Regions from separate parts of the Ovis aries genome. Here region 2 is linked to region 1. Evidence: chromatin contacts called from public Hi-C data. All regions are on one chromosome and are shown on one strand. Each heading gives the region's core, a stretch centred on a gene start, on an enhancer-like site or on the middle of the called end of the contact. The rest is flanking DNA. Distances are from core to core; before and after follow the strand shown. Region 1 overlaps MARCHF1 (membrane associated ring-CH-type finger 1). Region 2 holds the start of TMA16 (translation machinery associated 16 homolog).

What was found. A called contact is a pair of places that touch in the nucleus more often than the background predicts.
Region 2: a Hi-C map of blood shows a contact between it and region 1, with 4 times the contacts expected there. The contact joins the promoter of TMA16 here to the enhancer-like site in region 1. A contact is called at or near these places in 9 of 16 Hi-C or Micro-C datasets (blood, mesenteric adipose tissue, mixed tissues and 4 more).

What each region holds. Positions count from the first base shown.
Region 1 is chr6:2,344,923-2,348,563 of ARS-UI_Ramb_v3.0, forward strand. All of the region lies in intron 4 of MARCHF1 (membrane associated ring-CH-type finger 1), which reads left to right. Among named protein-coding and RNA genes, the nearest start is that of TMA16, 43 kb to the right of the region's middle. Within about 2 kb of position 1,434, at least 1 of the 54 cell types and tissues checked has an H3K27ac peak or open chromatin away from gene starts, as enhancers often do.
Region 2 is chr6:2,387,814-2,391,081 of ARS-UI_Ramb_v3.0, forward strand. It overlaps TMA16 (translation machinery associated 16 homolog), which reads right to left and starts at 1,655. Exons shown (of 7, transcript XM_060417506.1): 1 at 781-1,655. The coding sequence starts at 948. LOC132659991 (a long non-coding RNA gene) reads left to right here and starts at 1,713. Exons shown (of 3, transcript XR_009601117.1): 1 at 1,713-2,018.

The sequences.
Region 1 (3,641 bases), core at 184-2,683:
TGCAGTTGTGTGTGTGTGTGTGTGTGCGCGTGCATGTGAGAACAGAGGCGCGCTCTGTCCCTGCACCATCTCACCGTCCCCTACGGCCTCAGGGACGGAGGGCTTCCTCGCGGGCTAGAGCAGACCTGCAAGCTGGACCGAAGCTAGCCTGAAGTCTGACTCAGGGTCCCAGTGATCACCCTGCTCAGGTCCGCTGTCTCAGCCTGCAGGGTCTCCCCCGTGGGGTCGCCCAGCCACAAGGAAGGGGAAGGAGATGAACAGGAGGATGACCCTCATGTCATCCACATGCAGACTGCATGCAGTTCTCTCTTAACTCATTTCCTCAATCCCATTTCTGGGACATGTGAGCGGATAGTGTTTGTTTATTTCCCGTTGGATATGACTGTCGGCTTCAGCCCTGAAACCCGTGACCCAGGTCTCCTGTTTCTGTCCCTCTCGAGTCCTCCTGGGTGTCCTTTTGTCCCCAGATATTGTTTCTGTGTCGGTAACGCCCTTCCCCGGATCTCCAACCAGACATCTGCCTGCCTCCCGACCTCTCCATTTAAAGGTCTCCCAGGCACCCAGACTAGTGTGTCCAAACTCCTAACCCTTCCACCACTTCCCACTCTGACCACTATGGCGATGACACTGCTAACCCCTAGTAACAAAATGCAACCTGGCTTTCATTGCCGTCTCCTCCCCTTCACTTCCAGCTTACATCAGTCACCAAGTCCTATTTATTTAGTTTGCCCCGCAGGCCTCTGAAATCTGTATCTCTCCCTCCCCACTGCTACACCCAGGTAGTAGCATCTCTTTTACTCCAAAACTGCAGCTGCTCCTTGCAAGACTTTCTCTAGTTTGCCTACCTTCAACACATGTCCAGAAACATAATCACAGCAAGTTCAAACAAAAATCTGACCACATTCTGTCCCTGCTTATTCATGACTCTCAAAACACATCCCGGACTCTGGCAAGGAGCTATGCTGACCCCATGGCCTGGCTGAAGCCAGCTATGCTGAACACTGGTTCACCCCCAGACCTGCTCCCAGAGCTGCTCTGCTCCTCTGTCTCGGGGACACATTTCCTCCCAGCTTTTTGTGTCCACTCTGCACACCAACTCTCATGCTCATGCGTCATCACATACTTCCTTGTCCCTTAAGTTGACTTTAAATTTCACTCCCTCCCAGAAACCCAGATCAGCTCCCTGAGATAGAATAATTTCTACTACCTCAGCAACTCTCAGAATGCAGTCCCCAAGCCCACAGCATGAACATCACCTGAGTGCTTGTTAGAAAGGCAGACTCCTGCCTCTCCCCACGCTGGGCCTGTGACTCAGAGATTCTGAGGGTGGAGCCCAGCAAGACGTGTGACGCTGACACTCTCTGAGCATGGGGAACACGTGCTCCTGCACATCCTCCGCCACCCCAGCCTGGCTGCCCATCGAATCACCTGTGCAGCGTCTGCACCACCACAAAGCGTCGAGCTCAATTCCCAGAGGTTTACACTTAATTAGCCCTTACATGATCCTCTTGTGCAGTCAGGCTGAGAAGCTCTGGCCCCAGGAGACGTCCCACACCCTGTTGTGATTGCGCATTTAATAGTCTGAGTTTTGACGGGGTCAGCATGTCTGTCTTGCTCACCAGCACATCCCAGGTGCTGAGCACTGTATCTGGAGCCCAACAAGGGACCCAGTCATGTAGGAGGGTGAATTCTTTGTATATAAGCTTTTCTACTTTTTTCTTTTCTTTAGACTTTTTCTGCAAAATATTTTTTCCCTTTCTCAGTTCTGGGTAGATGCAGGATTTCATACCACAGTCTCCAGTGGACTATCACCCAGGGTTATCAGCCATATTTCCCAACAGAAAATGATGCATGGTAATCAAAGATCAGCTTTCCAACACCTGTATCTATCTATCAATATTTATACACATGGTATATAAGGTCAGTTTTCTACCATATACTTGTAAACATTATTTTCAGTTTCTTAAAAACAAGTGAAAATGAGATAGCTTTTATCTTTGGTGTTCAGACTTTTTGAATTAGGAAGCAAGATCTTTATCATGAACCAGACTCCGTAGTTATTCCTACAGAGTCACTGGCTAGAGGGACAGTAATTTCAAGTGGGACCGAGGTGACTTTTGTAAAAGTTTTTTTTTTTTTTTCTTTTTTGTAAAAGGCTCTCTGTATTTGTGTTCAAATTGTATGTAACACCTGACTTCCCAAAGTACACATTATCAGGTGGTGTAGACATCTTTGTGAGTTGTTATTAATCTTCCTTTGGCATTGGAACTGTGAGAACTGATCCTGAACTGGCTTTTAAAGTTTTGGGGAAAAAAACCTGCATAATTTAAAAGTTAAAATATTTAAAATCCATCTTGAAAACCTTCAAAAACCTTTGAAGAAGAACAAATTGCCCTTCTTTAACCAGAATGGAAGTTGAATATAAAACAGCAACATCTTCTGAGCTGTAATAACAAGACTGTCAGGAAAAAGTCCTTTGTATATTGAGTGACTGTCCTTTTAGCCTAAATATGCATCATGCTCCAGATTCCTCTCTATTTCCTGTGATGAAAAAGGCAAAAACAAAAACACATGGTACTTGAAACTTTAACATCCTAAATTATCCATGTTGTCAACTCTAATTTGGGGGAACAGTTACTCCCCCTGCTTTATCTTTACATATTCTAGAAGAAAGCTTCAGGGTACTATCTGTGTGCTGAAAACAAATCACAAAAATAAGGCCAAGAAAATGAAGCAATTCATGTTATCTATGAAAGAGACTGTAGGTGCAGAGTTAAGGCTGCTCCAGGACCATTTAAATGCATAGGAATGAGGGACTAGTGTCGCAAATTGATTTTGTTTACTTCTGACTCCCTCACAAGCCTCCATGAACACCCAGGGGTGGACTGCACCTCCCTACTGGCTGTGAACATCTGCTTTAAGAGCATCTTAAAAATCACTTCCCTGACATCCATTTAATATTTTCCTTTTCAGCACTGTTGTTTAAACATTCCTTTTTAACATAACTATACATGCTGTTTTGTTAATGACCTCAAAGTGGTAAACGCCTACTTTGGCTAATGATTGGAAGGCCCCCCACAGTCTAGTTCTGGCTTGGTCAGGCACTAGTTATCGTGAATAAAATAATCACTCTAAAGCTTACTTTTTCTCATTTGTTGACTAAGTTGGACTGAATATCCTCCAATGTTTCTTTCTAGGATTTGTTTCTCAAAAACATAAAGAGCTTGACCTTGCATCAGATAAATTGAAACAAAGTGTTTACACAAATACAGCTCATGTATCATCCATGTTTACTCACAGTCAGTATTATCATTAAAACTAGTTAAGGAGAAGACTGCAGATATGTGAAATGGGCTATTTCCCTGTGCAAAATCCCTTCGTTCTTGAAGGAAACACCCTTTGTGAAGCCATTAACCATAATAAAGGAAATCTTAGTAAGGTCTGATTTATAAAGAAATTGAATATGAGTATGAGTCATTTAGAATCTGGCTGTTAGCCAGGAAAAGGGGGGCTTCTGAGAGTGAAAATAAGGAAATAGTGACTGTAAAGGAGATGAAAGAGACAGTCAGTGGCAGTGATCCTGTGGGTGGAAAAACTCTAGTCTTAGGTTCGTGAGGGTAAATGTCCTTCAGCCCATCCTG
Region 2 (3,268 bases), core at 405-2,904, 43 kb after region 1:
TGCAATAACTAACATTCACTAAGCACTAGACACTGGGCTAAGCTGTTTACACTTAATTTTCATAATTCTACGAGGTAGACACTATGATTACTCCAACTTAACAGGATAACTGAGTTTTAGAGGGGTTAAGTAACTTCATCAAGACCATAATTTAGCAAAGACAGGTGCCAAACATCTTCCAGGACTCCACTGCCCACATTCTGAACTGTAGGAAAGAATTTTATAGAGTAACTGATACAAATGTACAGATGGAAAAACCTCCAGCTCCAAGCTGAGTTTAAATTCAAGACAGGATGCAACAGAGACACTACTGATGCACCAGAAAAACGACAGGCCAGGAAACGTGCCAGTGAGAACAGATTTATATTCCTTGACTCATAAGGCAACATACTCCTACTGTACAGCATGACAAAAGTGAAGTTCTGACAGTCAAGGACAACTACAGTCAAATGTTAATGAACACCCCCAATCACGAACACACAATCCAACTACTAACAGTAGTTAGGCTAGAAAATTATGAAGAGCTGGCAATCGCACATACTGATACGTAAAAAAGACTGAATTTACACAAACGTATAGCCTGAAGCAAAAACTGACGTGAAAAATGAAAATACAATGAAAAGGAGAAAAAAAATTAAAAGGGAGTAACGACACTGAGGCCAGATAACTTTCTGCCACACTATAAACTTTCTATGTCGTTGTTTTCGTTAGAAACTGAAAAATGAATATTTAAAAACCATGTTCAGAGAAGGCAATGGCACCCCACTCCAGTACTCTTGCCTGGAAAATACCACGGACGGAGGAGCCTGGTGGGCTGCAGTCCATGGGACAGCGAAGAGTCGGACACGACTGAGCGACTTCACTTTCACGCACTGGAGAAGGAAATGGCAACCCACTCCAGTGTTCTTGTCTGGAGAATCCCAGGGACAGCGGAGCCTGATGGGTCATAGAGTCGGACACGACTGAAGCGACTTAGCAGCAGCAGCATGTTCGTATTCAAGAAATATTCTCAAGAACAGAAGCGAAAAAAGCAAGAAAGAGCAGCTCTGGAATACAAACAAGCGGTAAGTATAAAGACAAGCAAGCAGAATTTGGATACTGGTTTCCTCTAAGTGGCTCATGGGGACACAGATTCAAGGAGGGGAACGGGGATTTCTTATAGTAAGTAGTAAACGGGAATTCCTTATACAGTTGACCTTTATACTTAAGGCGCGGAGGCGGGGCCTGGGGTGGGAGTGGTCACTGGCGGGAAGGCGGGGAACGGACCCGAGGCCAGGCGATCGCGCCGCGGCAGCTGCTCTCAGTTCAGCCGCGTCCCCTGCGTCCCCCGCCCCACCCGCTGAGGAGCGGCCGGGCGGAGCCTCACGCAATCCCGCGGGCCGGGGGCGGAGCCACGCAGGGCCCCGACCAGAGACCCGACCGCGCGGAGCACTCGCCCGCCCCACCCCCCGTTCTCACTCCCTACCCGCTCCCAGCCGCCCGACGCCGGCCCGCCTCCCCGACCCGGCACTGACCGGGCCTTCTAGGAACCTGGGGGAACCCACCATGGCGACGTTCGCACGGTGCGAGTCTCCGGAACTCAGACTGCACACGCCAGCACCTGACGGCCCGTCGCGCGGCGAGTCCCGCCAAACACACGAGGGGCGGAAGAAGCCGCGCGACTCGACCGGAAGCGGGAGGGCGAGTGCTCTTTCCTGAAACGTCCCGGGAAACAAGACCCCGGTCTTTGTGAGCCGCAGGAGACTGACGCGTCAGTCGGGCGCTCTCCGGTGCCGAGGGAAACGTAGGCTCTCAGGCGTCTGCCCTGCGCTCAGATCCAAGACCACACAGCCTCTTCCGACGAGGCGGCTCTAGGCTTCCGCCCAGCGCAGGCCTGCCGTCTGCGCCTCCCGGCTGCCGGAGCGAGGCTCCCCCGAGGCTCTGTCCTCACCAGTGAGAGTCCCGTCTGCACACTCGAGACTTCCTCTCACCTGCTTTTTCTGTGTTCTCAGGATGTGTCTTCGTTCCATCTGTACTTGGTAGGATTCCATGGACATTATATTCATTCAGCAAATTGTGTGCAAGGCTTTGGGAACGGACAAACTATTTCCATGCCCTTGCTCCGCTCATATTTCAAGGCAGAATGTGGAGGGAAAAAAAAAAATCCACAAAACAAAACCCTATCAATTCATATTGTTTCCAGTAGTGTTAGTATTCTAAAAAATAAAGTTGAAATTAAGGCAGAGAAGTTGTTTTAGGCGTGGTGGTCTCAGAAATCCACTTTTGAAAGAGTTGAACAGAGACCTATGTTCAAGGCAAAATTTTCAAGACACTTACTAACGGAAGTGAAGTGAAGTGAAATGAAAGTTACTCAGTCGTGTCCGACTCTTTGCGACTCCGTGGGCTATACAGTCCATGGAATTCTCCAGGCCAGAATACTGGAGTGGGTAGCCTTTCCCTTCTCCAGGGGATCTTCCTAACTCAGGGATCATATCCAGGTCTCCCGCATTGCAGGCGGATTCTTTGCCAGCTGAGCCACCAGGGAAGCCCAGGGGAAGTTAAGACAAACTTTACTCAAGAGATTTCTCCTCTGTGTAAGGATCACCACAATGGGGGAGAGATCTACTCTTAATATACGTGGACAAGTGGGAATTTATAGCCAAGGAGCAGAGTCGGGGTTGGTGGATGGAAAGTACTATGAGGAAACATTAAGGTTATAACGGTGTGTTCTGGCTACACCAACCTGATGGCGTAGGTGCTAAGTTGCTTCAGTTGTGTCCGACTCTGTGTGACCCTATGTATTGCAGTCCACTATGCTCCTTTGTCCTTGGGATTCTCCAGGCAAGAATACTGGAGTCGGTTACCCGCGGCCTCCTCCAGAGGATCATGCCGACCCAGGGAAGGAACCTAGGTCTCTTCCGTCTAACCTGCACTGGCAGTTGAGTTCTTTACCACTAGCGCCATCTGGGAAGCCCAACCTGGAAATAGGCAGGCTGGTGTAATCAGCCTTCACCTGATATTAATAGATGCGGAGGTTGACCAGATATGGAGGATTGGGGATTCTGTCTAAACTGACTTCCCTACTAAAACTGAACAATCAGGTAAGAATAGGAAAGCCAAAATTCCAGGCCTAGTTGAAAAATGAGTTCAGAAGAACCTAAGTAGAATTTGGTCAAGGAGAGACTCTTGTCACCTGAATTAAAGGAGAAAACCAGACAGTGGCAAGGAGCTACAGACATAGTGAAGTTTGGTGTGTTTGTTAGATATGTTTGCACAGGTTCATGTATTT